2 separate regions of the Zea mays genome follow, and region 2 is linked to region 1. The links are chromatin contacts, called in public Hi-C maps. All regions are on one chromosome and are shown on one strand. Each heading gives the region's core, a stretch centred on a gene start, on an enhancer-like site or on the middle of the called end of the contact. The rest is flanking DNA. Distances are from core to core; before and after follow the strand shown. Region 1 holds the start of LOC100501891. Region 2 holds the start of LOC100193156 (Speckle-type POZ protein).

The links. A called contact is a pair of places that touch in the nucleus more often than the background predicts.
Region 2: a Hi-C map of leaf shows a contact between it and region 1, with 5 times the contacts expected there. The contact joins the promoter of LOC100193156 here to the promoter of LOC100501891 in region 1. A contact is called at or near these places in 7 of 25 Hi-C or Micro-C datasets (bundle sheath, ear, endosperm and 3 more) and 1 of 3 datasets of contacts at active chromatin or transcription factors (leaf).

What each region holds. Positions count from the first base shown.
Region 1 is chr2:106,151-112,759 of Zm-B73-REFERENCE-NAM-5.0, forward strand. LOC100501891 reads right to left here and starts at 1,285. Exons shown (of 12, transcript NM_001196530.2): 1 at 1,035-1,285; 2 at 800-895; 3 at 1-105. The coding sequence starts at 1,175.
Region 2 is chr2:247,988-254,687 of Zm-B73-REFERENCE-NAM-5.0, forward strand. LOC100193156 (Speckle-type POZ protein) reads left to right here and starts at 1,316. Exons shown (of 1, transcript NM_001138313.1): 1 at 1,316-2,625. The coding sequence starts at 1,328. The coding sequence ends at 2,437.

The sequences.
Region 1 (6,609 bases), core at 35-2,534:
ACTCCGATTTGAACTAAAGAAACGCTCAATACTTCTCAAGCGATCAACTGCATCTAGGAAACCTTGAAGGTTCTCATGCGGCCCCTTCTGTATTTCACGCTCTGCCTGTACATATAACAAGTGAAGTAAAGGACATGCTCACAAACAAAACAACCCATCACAAAATAAATAAATAAATAGATAGATAAAATACTACATCCATTAATTTTTTAGATTGCCATTTAGGTGATCAACAGGGTCTCGAACAAGCATGTTGGATCATTGCTTCTCACCACTGCTTTGCAAAGTTGGTACAAATTTGATGGCTTAATAGCATTTTTTTATGATAAATGCAATAATGGTTTAATCTGTGTTACTCACTCAGCCCATAAATTTACGTCATACTGTAGGATGAGAAAGTCTTCCATAGTATATTTTGACCATAGATTTCTCCTACGGTGCATTGTCAATTATTACAAAAACGAACATAATCTTAAAAGTAATTCCAATATGTTGCAACTTTCACGCAATAAACATGTATCTAATGTAGTGATTGTCGGTCAAATTTTGCAAAGGTTGGTTGGTTGTTGTTTCATTTCAACACAAATATGCTTTCACAATGGAGGGGCTACTGACCAAGTTCATAAACTAACTTTTACGGCTCTCATCGCATCTAATAATACAACCAATGTCCAAATTCGCTCCCAACTGTTGTTGTAGGCTAGATTAAACTGCAGGTCCGACTTGCAAGTACGCGGGGATGCACATAGCGTGAAACTCAATCGACGAGCATGGGAGGAGTGAAGTTAGGAGGAAGCACCTCTCGGGTCCTGTCGAACTGGGTGAGGATCACATCCGCGGAGCGCAGCGTGCGGTCGATGTTCTCGTGCGCGGTCCGAACGGCGTGCGTCCTCACCTGCGCCCAGACGAAGCAACGGCAGAAGCAGCAGCAGCATCAGAGCACCAATCCAGAGGCAGTGACGCGGGGAGCCCTAGCAGTAAGATCAAGAGAGACGAAGGCGGCGCCGAGCGAACGAGTGGGTGAGGAGGCGCACCTGGATGGGGCGCATGGCGGAGTCGAGCGCGGTGAGGCGGCTGTCGAAGGAGCCGAGTATGGAGACGACGGCGTCGGTGACCTGCTGGCTCTTCTGCAGCGACTCCCGCAGCAGCGCCGCGCGCTGCGCCAGGCTCTCCATCTCCACCGCCGCCACCCTCTCCCCGGACTCCGGACGCACAGAGAGACGGTTTCGAGGAGAGGCGGATGGATCTGGAGGAGGAGGGGGAGTGAAAGGGGGGCGGTTTCGCCGGTTTGGTTGCGCAGAGCGGACGACAAGGACAGGGTGGGTGTGGGAGAGCAGGGGGGGAGGACCCCACGGTGGCGCCCGGAGCAAGCGAGGGCGGCCGCGGGGGGAGCGAGCAGTAGCAAGCACACCCAATTGCACAAGAAGCAGTTGGCGTTGGCGTTGGCAAGTGAAAAGAGAGCGAGGAGAACGGAACGGGCTGCGGCGGCGGCGGCTGCGGGCTGCCTGTCTGTCCTCCTGCTGTCCAGCTTGGACCGACTGGCTGTGGAATATTCTCTTCTCACCGACATGGTCGTCCCGTCGCTCCCGGTTTTGTATAGGCGGGCGCAAAGTTTTACTTTTCTTTTACCATCCACCACGCTACGCTGTTTCGTTTACTATTTTTCCAAGGACTTTATGCGAGTGGTTTTACTGCTACGAAACGATCAACACAAGAAATAAAATTTGAGGAAACTTCTTTTTCTCGGAAAAATAAATAGGATGTATGCAAGAGTCAAGAGACATGAGTAGTTGAGAAAACTAATCCTAAAGCTAGCTAGGAGCAGAACCCTGCTTAGGGGCCAAGATACGGAAAGTTCTTGCTTCACGTGACTTTTCAAAGTCCACGCTCATGTAAAGTTGCCCATTGAGCAACGAAACCATCCATGTTCTCAACTCCCAAGGGGTTTTGAATTCAGCAATTTTCACCCAGATGAGATGATAATGCATTCCACATTTCCACTTCTTGACGAATAAGAGAAATTATCTAGATTTTTATCATTGTGGGCACATACGGCATAAGTAAAGTACTTAAAAAGAAGAGCTTCCAAGAGAGTGAGGGCATCGGAGAGCGATGTGTTGAATCTGGGCAGGCACGAATAGTTTAGGGATATTTGGACCACAGGATGTGTAATACCATATATTCTTTTGTTATCCATCGATTGATAAACCACAATACGAAGAATATTATAAGCTTATAACACAACTCAACGTCATGACCTTCTAACTTCTTTTTTACCTCTTGGTTTTGGTGGAAATTATAACCTCTTAGGTTGTAATCCACATACATGTCTTACCCTCCGTGTGGAGTGAATTCAACTAAATCCCTTAGATCCTAATATATAAGGCCCCTAACACTACCCTCTCTTTTTATAGTGCAAGTGAGAGAGAAGTTACATTAATCGGACCTTAGATTCGATCAACTAAGACCCATCTGAAAGCATATAGGTAATGATGGATCTAATGATGGGACGGGGTGGGGATCCAACCCTCACTAAAATTTAAAACATACATAGTATGGTCTCATGTGTATTTTATGGTTTTTATCGTTTATCGACATTTTAATATAACACTACTTCAATTTTTTTAATATAATATTATTTCAAACTATTATATATGTCTAATGTGAGTGGTTTAGTGAGATTATATTTTTGTAATGATTTAATTCATTCCCTTCTAAACTTTTTTCTAGCCACGTCCTAGCATATAAGCCTTAAGTGTTTTGGTGATTAATAAATAACATTATTGTGACTAATTGTGTTTTTAGAGGTAAATTTGAGTTAGGTCACAATAATGAACGGTGTTTTGGGCAATGTATGGTTCATATGCCCCTGCTTATGGAATTTGTTTGCGGGTTTTAGAAAGGACGAAGGGCAAGGTTAATGGTAGACTAGTTCTAAGTGTTGATAGACACTTAGAGTAGTTTAAGACTTTGTTGTTTCTTTAACCATACTATAAATGGGTTTGTGAACCAGTAGCTCGATCTATACAAGTCTAATGAGTTTAGTGTGGTGCACACTAGTTCTCTTTTGCTATAGGTGGCTTAGTAGATGCCCAAAACTAGTAAGGATCAAAACCTAATTCTAAAGTTTCAAAAATGAACAAGTTAAAAGGTTTTTTGAGGCATCTATGATACATGGTTATTAGACCATAGTAGTTCGACAATACAATGGGTCTGGTGGTTTATGTGATCAGACTCGTGAGTTTCAAGGATGTGTCGGACTAGTCCGACGACATGTGTAGGACCATACAGCGGAACGATTTTAGCTAAGGTTTTAGCTACATGGTCATTGGACTTTTGTGAACAATTGCTTCATAGCACCAAAGTGTATGGGGCTCCACCGAGCATTGCATAGTAAGAGTGCATCTAGCCCTCTTGTGGGTTTTGGTGATTTGGATAACAACACAATTAAATAATTGTCTAGTTTGCTAAGTGTTGAACAGGAAAGTTAAAGAAGCAATCATGATTCAAAATAGTCAAGAGGCAAAGTTTAATATGAAAATGTCTCATATACACGGATTTCTCATGATAGAAAAGTATAAAGGATCAACATTAAGCAATGATGGTGATATCCCATAGTCAAGGTCATTTGGATATATGGAGATGGGATATTTCATGAAGATCAAAAGACAAAAGACCATCTATTAGATAATCAGTTATTAAAGGATTCGATGTACACTAAAGAGATATGACTTAAGAAATGCTTGGTTAAATGGAGAAGCAAGTACTTGCACTTAGTCAAGTGACCAGTCAAGCCAGATAGAAGTAATACAAGGATGAGTGATCTTTGTTGATAGAGATTGAAGTAAATGAGAGGAAGTGTCAAGCCAAAATGAATAGGATGTAAGGAATCGTAAATTGGTTTGACCATAATGATGTTGGTCCATATATGTTTCTATGAGAATCAAACGGAAGCTTGACTAATCTTAACATTCATATCTAGCTAACATTCAATCAAGGTTCACAATATTGAGTAAATGAATTTTCAATGGATGCTCAATGTAATGTGACTTAGAGGCAGTATGATAATGTGAAGACAGGAAAGGGAAGGACTTCAAGGGGCTAAGCAAAAGAGAAGGTCAAGCGGATGGCTTGTGAACTGATGTATCAAGACTAAGGTGAATAAGAGAGTACTTGCAAGATATCGATTGTGAAAATCATACAGTGATGAAGAACACAACATTAGAATCAGATTGTGAAGAGTCATACATCTCTTGCCTCTCCAATTTCAAATCTTTGAAAAGAAATCTTTGGGTGAATGTAACACCCCAGGCGTTTATCATCTGCTCGACCACTAGTGCGGACGTTAACATGTGATAGCTGTGAATGTAAAGGTCACTAATTTTTAATCAACCTCGTTTATCACGATTTTGATATCGTGTCTGCCTCCGTCTGTCTAAATTTTTCCAAATCTATTTCTTTTAAAATTCAGCCTTTAGTAATCTTCGGAACATCGAATCCAGTATCGTTTGGGTTGAGCCCTCGACGTCTTGCCTAAACTATAATTTTTGAAATCAAATGTAGCTTCTTAAACTTCATTTGAAATTCTTTCACGCTTGCGTTGCACGTGTCTCTCTGTGGCCTGACATCGTGACGCATGTGGCGGGTGCTAACCGACGTCTGGACAGCGCCCAGTCTCTTGCCCCGTGAACGATGCGTGACGTCGCTACCGAAAGAATCACACTTTCGATGTCGCATTGATCTCGCTTATTTATTTCGCGATATGTCGAGTCTTGTGCCTGTTTAAAATTTATAGATTAAGAGAATACGAATTCGGAAGCCCGACCCACACTGATGATTTTTATCCCGAACAAACTAAACAGAACTCGACGACTAAAGTTTTTAGATATAAAGTAATTTAGTCCCTTCTCGTCAAGCGAGACATAGTGTCTGAAATCATGGTTGGTTTCCAGCAAATTATCCTCGACGGAAGGATTAGGTGTCGAGTTGCAGATGAAGTTATCTGATTTTAAGTCGTATGAAATATAGTTTAAAATATCGGTCTCAATCTCATTTGGCTCAGTCTGTTTGCATCTTATTCGAACACGATATTATCTGAGACAGAGAGATGAACGTTTGATTTTATTGTAGATAATACTAGATCCAAAATTATAATCCAATAATATTTTAGTTTAGTCCATTCTCATTGTGTCGACACCCTAATTCCAAAACCATATGAACCAGATTTGTAAAGATGTTTATTGTAAAAAATAATGGAGAAGATAAATCCAATTGTTGATTAAACCAACGTGTGACCCTCACCTCTATCCCCATCGCCAGCACTACTGCTGCGTGGCTCAAATTCCAGAATCGAGATCGTCATCCTCCCACGCGTCTCTCTCTCCCAGGCTTCAATCTTCAGCCGCCGCTTTTCTATTGGATATTTTTACTCACACCGTTCAACAGGTGCCTGAAAATCAGCCTCACGTCTCTTTCTCCCAGTCTGTTTCTCCCAGTCTGTAGCAGCCACCCAGCTCCTTGCGTCTTCCATGGTCGTACCCTCTGCTCTTCCCCATGGCGTCTCCTTCTCTGGTTGCAGCTGTGGAACAGCAGCTGCCGTTGTCCCTCCCTGGCTCTAGCTCTCCAAGCCGATGCTGCTCGCTGCCCGTCTCCAAGCTGACGCCCCAACCATGGCTGCCTCCCCCACACCAGCACCTTCCCCCTGGCCGAGCTTGTCCCTGCAGCATGGATGTTGTCCCCCTCTCCACGCTAGCAGCAAGCAGTGCCCTCCCCTTTCTGCAGCAAGTGGATGCCCCTAGCCCCTCCCTTGTTCCCATGACCGACCACCTCTGCTGCTCCCATGGTGATCTCTAAATCCCTTTGTTGTTTTACTAGTTCTTGTTAATACCCTGCTGATGTGAGGTTTTATGTGTGTTGATGTGTGCGATATGGAGTAAAATCCTTGAAGAATTAGGTGGAGAAGAAGGTTAAGTTCAACACTCCTTAGGTGTTCGATGATATGCTCGAACTGGTGGCCGTCTTCGTTTTTGCTGAAATCGAGTCGGAGCATGATGTGGTGAGCCAAGTCGTTTCTCCGACTACTTAGTTAATGAATGATTTGGTTATATAATTATTTCTGTAATGGTATTTGATGTATGATGAAATAATTTGGTTGTGTGCCATGATTTTTTTTACGTCATGATTGAATAGTAGAAGTGTTGTTTGAGGGGAAGTTTAGGTATTAGATGCAGATTTTACGAGGAGTGCTTTAGAGAGTACATATGTCAAATATAATTAAATGAATGTTATAAAACACAGAGGATGGTTCTGTTTAGGCAAGGAATGCTTTGATTGATGCGTTGGTAAGCTGTGGTTAACCAAAATAGGAACTAAATTGAATTTTTGCTGTTTGGACTGTGCACAGTTTTAGTATGCAGGTAGTTAAGTGAAGTAAACTTTGTTTTCTGAAGAGATGTTATATAGAAAAGTTGTAGATAACCTTTTCATCTTACTTGTGTTAAAATTTCATGATCATATGTCTAGTAGTTTAGGAGTTATGATTTTTCTAAGTCCAGTTTCTGAATCTGTCCAAATTATGTACAGGTTTCGAAAATTGGACTGTTTGGCTAA
Region 2 (6,700 bases), core at 66-2,565, 140 kb after region 1:
ATTTATCTCAAAGTTCGCTTCATGTCGTTCAGCGACAAATAACAATGTGTCAACATTTGGTTGAGCAATGTATGGCTGAGATTTCTAGCCTTTATTCAATTGGTAAGGTCTATTTAATGACTAACATAATCCCATGTTGTGATATCTTCTATGCCAAAGGGGCTTTCATGCATTATATTTTATATCTTCGGGTTATTTCGGATAAAACTTTATGCACGAGGAAAGAGCTGAGTATTAACTTATATGTGTTTCATTTATTTTAATTTAATTTCCTAGATTTATTTAGAGCTTGATATAATATTGATGCCAGTCAACACAATCAAATAAAATATAGAGCCAAAAAATTGTTTACGAATGTTGCACATAATGTGACTTCAGGGAACAACCCACCACAATCCACGCGAGTACAAACTCTAGCATATCTAGTGTCAACGCATGTGCAGCCATCAGACCTACAACATCATAGCAAGCTTTCGTAATAAGCGCAACAGGCGTGTGCCGGGTTGACGAATAGTTGATGTAGATCTGATCCCGCAGCAACATCGATGTAGATCGTGCTAATAATGTTTGAATAACTATGTTACCACAGATCACTAGACCTGCTCCCTTTCCTCCTATCAGCAGTTTAGGCGCGAGAAGATGTTAAAGACCTGTCTTCCTTCCAGAAGCAAAACAAAGGAACACATGAGACACGAGATGTAGGGTTATGTCTCTGACATCTTTTTTATCAGTCTCTTATGAATGGGCACCTTATATAAAGACGTGATACCTATCAGAGACAAATTCGGTATTTATCTATATAATCCTAATTAGGGTTACTTGACATTCTCAGTCAATCATGGGGATAGTAGAATCGTGGGTGTAGTGTATGATGTAGCTGACGCGGCAGCGGTTTTGATCGGACACAAAATGACGTAGAAAATTAGATACAACCAGTGGACATGCCGATTCAAATGACCGGAATTTTTTTGTCTGTAGGCCGAAATAGAGGCCTGCCATAGTATTCTATATTCTATAGTATGTATACTCGCAAGGCTGTACTTTGGTGTTTTTTCGTTCGGTAAAAAAAAAAGACTAAATGAGACTAAATACTAGTCACTCTAATCAAACAGACCATCTGGACGAAACAGAGGACGTGGTGAGCCTGATCGACGTGGCCCATATTTCGGCCCAATAATACAAACTGGGTTGTGTTTTTGGGAACTCTGTAAATCGGGCTAGAAAAAAGGAGCCCAACACCGGCGACGACCCATGGCCAGCTCCTTTTTCGTTTTGCCTTCCCTTTCCAGTTTCCGCGCCGCCAGTTCGTGCCAAACCCTACTCCAAAATGGAGTCCAAAATGCAGGGAGGGATTGTCATGGCTGGCGGCGGCAAGCCGTCCTGGTCTGCCTCGGCCATCGTCGCCACTGTCGCGAGTGGGTACCACATCCTCAGGATCGATGGCTACTCCCACACCATGGGGACCCCCACAGGAGAGTACATCGCGTCCCTCCCGTTCACCGTGGGCGGCCATCGCTGGCACATTCGCTACTACCCCAACGGCAGGAGCTCGGAGACCAAAGAGTACGTCTCGCTTTCTCTCTATCTCCACGACTGGGTCGCTGAGACAGTGAAGGCGCGGTTCAAGTTCCGTTTCGTCGGTGACGTGGCGGAGCAGCCGTTGATACTGGGAGGACTGCATAGCTTTGATAATATTGACAACAATTGGGGGCGCCCCGAGTTCATCAAAAGGAAAGATTTGGAAGAGTCGAAGCATCTCCTAGACGATTCTTTTTCCATTCGGTGCGATGTGGTCGTGCCCACCAACGAAGTCCGCGTGGTAGCCACTGCTGCGGCTGCTATGGTTTCCGTGCCCCCATCTGACCTGCACCAGCATCTCGGCATTCTCCTGCTGACCGAGAAGGGCGCCGATGTGGTGTTCGACGTCGCCGGTGAGACGTTCGCCGCACACCGGTGCGTGCTCGCAGCCCGTTCGCCTGTCTTCAGTGCAGATCTCTTTGGTGCGATGGAAGAGGGGGGCCACACCGGAGGCGTGGTGCGCATAGAGGACATGGAACCTCTGGTGTTCAAGGCATTGCTCTACTTCCTTTACACCGACTTGTTAGAGACAGAGACGATGAAACAAGGTGAAGACGGAGACGATGAAGACGTTTTGTGTCAGCACCTACTGGTCGCTGCGGACAAATACAACTTGGAGAGGCTGAAATTGCTATGTGAAAAGAAGCTGTGTGAGTGCATCCATGTGGGCACGATAGCAACCATCCTGGCGCTCGCTGAGCAACACCGCTGCCATGCACTGAAGAAGGTCTGCTTCCATTTTCTCAGCTCTCCTGCAAATTTGAGGGCAGTCGCCGCCACTGACGGCTTTGAGCATCTGAGCAGAAGCTGCCCCTCTGTTATGGAGGAGTTGGTTGTCATGCTCAGCAACTTGGTGTAGAAAACTGCACAGTAGTTGTGCATCCTAGGAGATTCTCAATCTTTTGGTGCTTTTGCCAGTTGACTTGACTGCGTATGTGCCGCTCTCCACCAATTCGCAGCGGGTGATTTTGTTAGCTGCTAGCTTTGAATATCCACAACAAGTCCGTCTATGTGCTTAATGTTTAATTCTCAGAAGTTGGAATGCACTATAGCTCTTGCTTTCTTATTAAGTACTACTCTATCCAACCACGTGAATTAGTCGTCGTTTTAGATTTATCTTAAGTCAAACTATTTAAACTTTGGCCAATAATATATATATATAATTGTTTTAAACTACAGGAATTACATATTATGCTAGTCATGATACTTTTATGTTGTCGGTTAAAGTTGATAGTGATTGAATTAGGATAAATCTAAGACGGCTAAATCACAAGAGATGGCAAACTAATTTAAAATTGCTGTTGTGGCGGTCAATAGGTCCTACACTACATAGCGCTGCAATATTTCGCGACCAACCAAACCAACATTATGGGGCTGTTTGGTATTACGCCTAAACTGCCACCTCCCGCTACACTTTTGCTGCCGCAATTGTGGCGGCCGAATTGGCCGCCGCGACTTAGGCGCGGCGCCTCGCGTCAGGAACCAAACTGGCCCTATATGCGTTAGGTGAGTCGCTGCAAAAGCAAACGTAGTGCGAACAACATACTTCACATGTCTAGAAAGCAGCGAGTTAGAACCGTTTTTTTGGGTGGTGACCATTGTTAAACACAAGCTCACAATAGCGGTCACCTAGATCTACACATACATACATAATTTGCTCCTTTCCTGGTTCCACAAACGTTTGGCATTAAAATGCACGCCTCTGGGCTCAAAAGCCACCTCCGGGTGCAAAATCAAAATCGTCTCGGGGCGGCGCCAGGCTAAAATAAAATCTAGGCGAAGATGCCTCTGAGCACAAAAGCCACCTCTAGGTGCAAAACCGTCTCAGGGCGGCACCATTTTAAAATAAAATCTAGACGAAGACGCCTCTAGACGCAAAAACAGCCTTCGGGTGCAAAACCGTCTCAGGGCGGCGCCAGATTAAAATAAAATCTAGGCAAAGACGTCTCCAAGCGCAAAAGCCGCCTCCAGGTGCAAACAATGCCTCAGGGTGCCGCCAGTATAAAGTAAAATCTTAGCAAATGCACACAACACTAAATTAAATTATGACGAAGACGCCTCCACATATGCCCACAGGCGACCCCTGATTAAACCAAAATACCGTTCAAGACAACCAGAGGTGCGAAGCCCTTCAAGAGCACAATAAAACAAATCGTGGTAACATACACCTGTGGCGCGGGGGCACCCACGAATAAAAGGTCCATCCTAAGGCCGCCACCTATCCCCCGTTGGTAAAGGGGAGAGGGCAACATTTCATTTTTATTTCTGTCGATCGGAGACAACCGCCAACATTGCTAGAGTACATTATTAGTACAAACACCATTCTCAGCATTGACGATGTCACCATTACATATTCGCCAGGACCCACAATCAAGGACTCGGGGCTCCTCCTTCGGTATAAGACCAGCCTCCCTATATTCACACAACATGATCAAGCTCCCGACCTCGCTAAGTAGCCCAAGGGCAGACTCAACACAATCTGAAGCACGACTACCACTAACAGCCCCCGTCAAAACTCGACAGGGACCCAAATCAACATCGCCAAATTCGCTGGCCTTAATACACACATTCTTTCCTAACATTGGATCAACTAAATTGAAATATTCCTGGCGTTGGCCACCACCTTGCCCCCGGGTAGTCCGGCCAGCGCCATGCCCTCGCGGAGGATGTCTTTGCTCAGAGGTCCCAACGTGAGTTCGACGCACCCCGTTCACTTCAACAAGACCCATAGATGCCTCAGGGGCCTCCGACGCCACGACATCCATCGCGACAAAAAAGTCTAAGTCTCTGTTGGATGAACCGTCCATTTCCACAAAAAAACCTAAGTTATCATCATCAATCGATGACTACGAACCAAAGAAATCGTTGCCACTATCAGAGTTAGACAGACTTCAGCAAGCTAAATGGGTAACACATAGGACATCATCCATCAGGATTTCCTCCTTGACCAAAAGGATGTTAGGGTTACTTTGCGCAGGCCCTCGGAGAGGAACCTGCGCAAAAGCATTATTCCAAACACAACATTAGCCCCTACAACTGCTCAAATCAAAAGGACTCCCATCAGAACAAATTTACACCTTCACAGTGTCAGCAACATTAGACGAAGGCTCGGTGGCACGACCCAGCAGGTGACTCCTCCGCCAATGGTGCACATGTAGCTGTGGCAGAGTCGGCTTCCGTGGTATCCGGCTTCTCAGACCTCGCGTCCCCTGGCTTCTCGCCTCACCCGCCCCCTCATAAGCCTCCTTCGCCTATTACTAAAAGGTTAGAAAAAACAATAAAATAAACCAGGCACAGAGAACCGAACGCCTACCTTTTCCAGCTCCACCACTGAACGCTTTCAAGAAACTTCACCGAATGAAGGTGCGCATCGGCCTCCTTCAAAACCCCTTCATTGATCCTAGAGACATCAACCTTGCCACGTGTCATGATAAAGGAGTGCAAAACCTCCCACCCCCTAGCTCCCGACGCGGATATCCCTACAGACCCGAGGCACCGAACGCCGTCCTTGCGGAGTCCATTGTCAAGAAAAACGTACTCAGCGGCGGCACCATCATAGGAGACTTCATAAGTATCTCCACATCGTTGAGGTCGTAGTCCTCCACGGTCAGGGGAGTAGCGCCTCTGGTAGTCGCCTCGACTGCACCAACGTCGACAATAGTCTTCGCTCCTTTAGGAGACTTTGTAGGGGTGGACACTCCAGGCACCGATACCTTTCTTTTCTTCGAATAGCCGACCAGGTTTACTACCCCGTATACCAGAGCGAGGGCCTTCCCCTTCGGGTCCATTGCTGTAGCAATGACATCGAGGAAGTTATGCGAGTAAGGGAAGATAACCAACTCCGTCACCGCGCGAGCCAGAGCCACATCCTCGCAGCTGCACACCACGGTCGCATCTCTCACCACCCACCGTTTTGCGCTACCCGAATCAACCCTTACTGGAATCAAATCTTTTCCTAATTTACCCCCGGTGACTCAATTAGCGAAGTCCTCCGTGGCTTGAACTCCTACGTCATCCAACGACCAAGACGGTTCGCTCATCGCGGCAAGATCCGCGGAGAAGGTTTCAGAGGCATCCCACTGTCACACCCGGTTTTAGAAGGCAAACCGAATGCGAACCATGTACGTGCCAAGATCAGAAATTCACGTACACATCAATTACATAATTGGACATCATCACATATTGCTCAAAATAATAACGGAAATAAGTACTTTATTACACCACGATGTCCAAAACATCCACAAGTCATTAACTTTAGTCATAATCAAAGTGTTGTACGAAACACAGTATGGTAAGGCCTTCACAAGCAGCTGACTGGGGGTTTGCCAATAATCTATTCTAGAACTCGTTGAAGTCATGAAACTCCTGAAAGTCCTCCATGTTGCCTTCATCTTCTCCTGAGCACTGGTTGCAATGAGGACAACCTGGGGTTTGGTGTTTTTAAGCAAGGGCGAGTACACATCAACGTACTCAGAAAATGTCCCGTTTGGCTAAAGTGGACTAGCTGTATGTGGGGTTAGGCTTAAAACAATTGCTTTTAGTTGATAAGGTATTTATTGCTAGTAGAGAGCTAAGTTTTAGCAATAATCCCAAGTTATTACCCAAATGGCACTCCCACCAAGAGGAAATACGAGAAACCATAACTATAATCATCGACATTAAGCATCATCATAAAGGTATTCAGAGTAAGTCTAATCAAAGGGGCTCCCAAGGATACTCATAACTTTGAGCACGACTAATATACCAGTTTCTAACCCTCTGCAGAGGTTGCACACTTTATCCACGAGTCATGATCCCTTCCTAGCCTGGGTTGTACAGACCCGATCTTCACTACCGAGGTGAATGGCTAGGGATTCACTATGTAGCCTTTACAAAGATTCCCCAGAGGTCGTAGCCACCAGTTAGGTTTCTCCATTTTGATAAACACAGTACCTTTCCCCATAGGAAGGGTGACTAACAAAAGCATCACGAAAGAACCTCGGCACCCAGCCTCGGTAAAGCAAGTACCGTGCCTAGACCCCATTAACGGCACGACGATGAAGTCGACTACACCTTAAGTTCCTCTAATTAATCAGCTAAGGGTGTCCCAAACCACCCTCATGGTTGTACTGTTTTCCCGGGT